2 separate regions of the Drosophila melanogaster genome follow, and region 2 is linked to region 1. A link is a contact called in public Hi-C data. All regions are on one chromosome and are shown on one strand. The core of a region is the stretch at or near the end of the contact, and the rest is flanking DNA. Distances in the headings are between cores, read along the strand shown.

What was found. Hi-C and Micro-C count contacts between places; a contact is called where the count stands out from the background.
Region 2: a contact with region 1 is called in a Hi-C map of the Kc167 cell line, with 4 times the contacts expected there. The contact joins the promoter of Cdc7 here to the promoter of swa in region 1. A contact is called at or near these places in 47 of 107 Hi-C or Micro-C datasets (the D17-c3 cell line, the Kc167 cell line, the ML-DmBG3-c2 cell line and 17 more) and 1 of 6 datasets of contacts at active chromatin or transcription factors (the Kc167 cell line).

Annotation. Positions count from the first base shown.
Region 1 is chrX:6,364,301-6,367,000 of dm6, reverse strand. swa (swallow) reads left to right here and starts at 1,293. Exons shown (of 3, transcript NM_078505.4): 1 at 1,293-1,675; 2 at 1,857-2,696. The coding sequence starts at 1,405. Marf (Mitochondrial assembly regulatory factor) reads right to left here and starts at 1,052. Exons shown (of 8, transcript NM_206635.3): 1 at 930-1,052; 2 at 1-368. The coding sequence starts at 144.
Region 2 is chrX:6,653,153-6,655,852 of dm6, reverse strand. It overlaps Cdc7 (Cdc7 kinase), which reads right to left and starts at 1,312. Exons shown (of 4, transcript NM_167080.2): 1 at 957-1,312; 2 at 373-793; 3 at 81-303. The coding sequence starts at 703. CG3226 reads left to right here and starts at 1,605. Exons shown (of 3, transcript NM_132104.4): 1 at 1,605-1,707; 2 at 1,773-1,945; 3 at 2,123-2,700. The coding sequence starts at 1,693. The coding sequence ends at 2,627.

The DNA.
Region 1 (2,700 bases), core at 44-2,543:
TTGCAGCGATGAGTTGAACCGGGATAGCGGGGAACCGGGTCCGGATTTGTCCACCGTGTCCGTGGAGGAGGCGTGACGGTCGTCGTCGGCGGGGCCCGTTTGCCCGGTCACCATCGAGATGGTGCGGTTCAAGTAGGCCGCCATTTCGGGATCCGGTTTATGGTTGATTCGGTTTAGCAGATGGTTTTTTGGTAGAAGAAGAGAATTGCGATACAAAACAAAAGGTATGCAGCCCAGGGGATTTGGTTGTTCAGACTTCCAACTTCTGCAACTTCGCCGCCAACCCGAAACTCAAAACTTAACTATCTCTGTTTATTGTGTGTTATATTGCTTTTGGGGGTATTTGCTCAAAAATCAACGTCATAAAACTGAAACGAAATTAAATGAAAAATTATGACACGAAAGAAAAAACAAAACGATTGAATACAGTGCGCACCAGATAAGCTCAACTTGAGTGGTTTAAGTGTTAAACAAAATGTGCGCTACAAAATCAAGCATGTGTTTGCTAAGTATATCTTAGAGAGAACATAAACTATTGATTTGTTGTTCGCTATGTCGAGAGTGCACTGTATTTGGCGAAAAGGAAAATACCGCAACGCAAATTGCACGCACACACACACACGTGGTCCAATTGCGCTGCAAACAAATATAGGCGAAAAAAGTATAATAATCTAATGTTTTTGGTTTTTCTTTTTTCTGACAATTTACATCTGTGTGCGTAAATCGAGTTGATAAAGTTTAATCTGCCCTCTCGCTCTATCAACTAACCTGATTAATGCCACTCTCGCTCATATTTGTATTTGTTTTATTTTATATTTGTATTTATTTTCCTCTCCGGTTGTTCGATTCTTTTAATTGCTGCCCCTCAGCTGATGCGTTTTCAAATGGCAAATTGTGGAAAGCGTGGTTCGAACTTCCAATAACCGTACATTGCCGACTAGAATCCAGTTGCAGAGAAGCAATTTCACGAAATTTAGTTAATATTATTAATTTTTTTTAAATGCACATGATGTAACGTTAAGGTGACCAACTCATGTTGTTCGCTGACATCCGGCGTTAGTGCATTTTTATGCCTTCCCATGTCTAGTATATTTTTATGCCAGTCGAAAGCTTAATATGGTATTTTTTCAATTCGCTGCCATATTTAATTGAAATTAATTTTTTTCAATTACTACCACCTAGCTTATTTTTATTTTTATTGTCTAATTTAAATTTTGTCTAATTTAAAAATAGAATTTACCCTGACAATGATTTTCACTGATTGGAAATGGTCACACTAGCCAGTTTCCAGTTAGCCAGAATGTAACGGCGCCTTTCCCGCTCCAATTGGAATCCGCGTGTAATTTTGTGTCTCGTGTTAATTGTATTATTTCCCCCGCTTTTCGGATTTCCGCATAAAAAGCGATGAGTCTACAGGACGAGAGTTTTCCGACGGACGAGCTGTTTGACCAGCTGAACAATTTGAGTAGCAGTGGCGCCAGGAATACCTGGTTCGCGGAGCACCATAAGCCCGCAGTCTTCGAGCGGGATACAGCGCCATTTTTGGAGATCTGCTACGCGGATCCAGACTTTGATGCGGATGGGGATGTGGCCAACAAGAGCGCCAAGACATGCGTAAGCGATCCCGTGGGTCGTGATCAGGAGGATGAGGACGACTATGATGAGGATGTCGATGGTAAGAAGTGTTCGCTCTCTCTCTACACTTGCTTAACTACAATGGGAGAAATATTCCCATCAAACATATCTCATATATGTATAATTTTGGTACTTCCATGTCTCGATGTATAATGGGTACTTCATTCAATGGGCACAGTCAATTAGCTAGTGCTAACATGTATCCTTTCTTATTCAACCAGGCGATGATCATAAACTGGGTTGCGAGAAGGCTCCATTGGGCAGCGGGCGCTCCAGCAAGGCGGTCTCTTACCAGGACATCCATTCGGCCTACACGAAGCGCCGCTTCCAGCACGTGACCAGCAAGGTGGGCCAGTACATAGCGGAGATCCAGGCGCAGGACCAAAAGAGACGCAATGTGAAGTTCGCCGGATTCCAGCGAGTGAACTCTATGCCGGAGAGTCTAACGCCCACATTGCAGCAGGTGTATGTCCATGATGGTGACTTCAAGGTGGACAAAAACTGCCAGACTCACTCCAACTCCGATTCGAATTACAATTCCAATTCAAACAACTCTAGCAGCAGCTTTGATCGATTGCTGGCCGAGAACGAGAGCCTGCAGCAAAAGATCAACTCATTGAGAGTAGAAGCGAAGCGTCTGCAGGGCTTCAACGAGTATGTCCAGGAACGACTGGACAGAAAGACAGATGATTTTGTGAAGATGAAGTGCAATTTCGAGACCCTGCGCACCGAGCTAAGCGAATGCCAGCAGAAGCTTAGGCGCCAGCAGGACAACTCACAGCACCACTTCATGTACCACATTCGATCGGCGACCAGTGCCAAGGCCACTCAAACGGATTTCCTGGTGGACACCATACCCGCCTCCGGAAACGTCCTGGTCACACCCCATCCCCTGGGCGACCTGACCTACAACAGCAGCAAAGGATCCATCGAGTTGGCACTGCTCAGTGTGGCGCCTTCTGCCCGAGTGGCCCAGAATCCCGTCCAGGTCCAACGCGCGATTCATCCACAATCTTTGGACTTTAGCAGCGTTAGCACCGAAGCTGATGGCAGCGGTAGTGGTAA
Region 2 (2,700 bases), core at 63-2,562, 290 kb before region 1:
ACCAGTCGGGCGATACTATAAGGATACGGGAGGGCAAAGGACACAGGACACCAAGTGGGGAAACGAAATGAGGAACCTACCCCATTTTGGTCATGCACTGCAACTCCTTCATTATCCTATCCGGATGACTGGTTGGTATGTGATGCTTGATGGCGAACTTGCGACGCAGACTGTCCGGCAGATGCGATTCCCGGCGCAGTGTGCCCAGCAGCACCGTGCTAAAGGTTCCGTTGCCAATCCGGCTGTGAACATCGAACAGCTTGCCAATGTCCGGGATTCGTGTGAGGAGATCATTGATGGCTTCTGCAGCAAAATACAACCAATTAAATTCATCTGTATGCACTAACAAGTTGGATCAGCAACTGAACTTACCTTCGCTTTTGTTGCGTGCCTGTTTGGTTGTACGCGGCGTGGCGGGCAGACCCATGACTGCAGCTCCATTGAATTCCACTGTCTGCTCCTCGGTGGCGCCCGCAGTGGCGAATGCTCTGCCCGAATGCCTGCCCGCGCTTCCAGTTGCCGGAGTGCCGGTGGCATATTGCTGAACGGTCTGGCGCGGCAGCCTTTGGGTTTGCCTTGGCGCCGCACGCCAGGATCCGCCACCATTGGCGTACACCACATTGGTGCTGGGCACTCCCGTTTTGGGGCGACGATAGTGACTGCCTGGTGTGGCCAACTCCTGGCACATAACTCGATCGGCCATTGTTCCTCAGGAGCACAATCTTCTTGGGCATCGGCGTATTGATGGTGCTTGTGGTGGTTTTATGGCGGTTTTTACAGAAAAAAAAAGTGCCTAAAAAGAGCAAATTTTGACACGGAATTTTTTTTATTAAAAAATTTCTGTTCTCGGCCAGGCCAAAGTGTAAAGCAAAGTGTTTCCGAACGGTTGAACAGTTTTGACATTTGCCGTATGGACGAGCGGCAGCAGTAACTGAGATGACAACTCCTCTACTCACTTGGATAGTTTTTGTTTCCAATCCGGAGTCCTGCTGCGCCGCCCTTTTAATCCCGGAACTCTGGCTGTGGCGCAGCGTCCGTTGGTTGTATGTGGATACCCTGGATGGAGCACATGAACAACTCTGGTCACTGGTCGTATTGTCTGAATCGTGTGTTCTGGTCGGCGTTCCGCGGGAGCTGAGGTGCTATCAAACCATCGATGGCGCTACTGATAATATCGATGGTTCAGTTCCAGCCGGTTCGATGCCATCGATGGTTTTTTCGAGATTATGGATCAGTGTGCTCGCCGTCCGCCGGGGATGTAATACCAAAATTGCTTGTGTGCTGCCTCCAACTGGTCACCCTGGTTTGGCGGGAAAATCGCTTTTCCGGCGGAAGTAGAAGTTTATAACAAAAATCATATCAATTAATAATGGATCATGATTTACTAGTCATCTGCCCATTCTTGGATTCAAATATCACGTATTTCTAATTTGACATTAGTAAGCTCTAAAACAAAACAACCCTTTGTCGTAGTAATATATACATTTAATAATTAAATGTAACATTTTGTGCACCAAAGCTGGCACTTGATATACTGAAAATACCGTGAAATAGTATTTTTCGCAGTGTGCTCCGTGCTCGCCACGCGTTAATCGTTTTTTAGTACATTCACCACGGGCGCCGGCGTCATTGAATTGCTCGAAATTTCTGCGAACCTACAAAATTAATCAACTGTTATTCAGACAAAACAAAATGTCATTGGAACAGGTAAGTCCGAGTTGTTGAAAAACGAGCCATCAGTGAAATAACCCCACACCCATCGAATAACACAGCTGAAAAGCGATGTGGCCGAGCTGGCGGCCTTCCTGCAGCAGGCGAAAGGTGCCCGCGTAAAAGACGTGCTGACCACCGCTAAAGCGGAGGCGGAACGGGAGATTGTCAATCTGGAGTTGAAGGCCAAAATTGCGGCAGAGCGACAGGCCACCGGGTCGAGCGAAGCCAAGAGGTGAGCAAATCCATGAGGTCCAAGAAACCCAACACCCAATCGACCGAAACACAAAATCTCTTCGGGATTAGTCCATATCCCAAATGTAGTTCCACATCTTTCTACATCACTATATATGGGCAGAGATTTCTTAAACCATGCAAGCCCCACTAATGAATCCCCATTTCGATCGCCCAGATATCTGCACGAGCTGACCGACTACGGCTGGGACCAGAGCGCCAAGTTCGTGAAGCTCTTCATCACCTTGAACGGAGTGCAGGGCTGCACGGAGGAGAATGTGACAGTCACCTACACACCTAACTCGTTGCAGCTCCATGTGCGCGATCTTCAGGGCAAGGACTTTGGGCTGACCGTAAACAATCTGCTGCACAGTATCGATGTGGAGAAGAGCTACCGAAAGATCAAGACCGACATGGTGGCCATCTATCTGCAGAAGGTTGAGGACAAGCACTGGGATGTGCTCACCGCTATCCAGAAGCGTTTGAAGCAAAAGAAGGACAGCGAATTGTCCAAAGATGGCGACAATCCCGAATCGGCGCTTGTTAACATCATGAAGAAGATGTACAACGACGGTGACTCCAAGACGAAGCAGATGATCGCCAAAGCTTGGACCGAGAGTCAGGATAAGGCGAAGCTTGGCAAGGAGACGGGCGGCGGATTGGATTCTTTCGACGATCTTTAGATATGATAATAACCACACCCATTCGCGAATTAGCTAACTACCTAAGGCACTGCTTCGATTCCAGCACAATTTG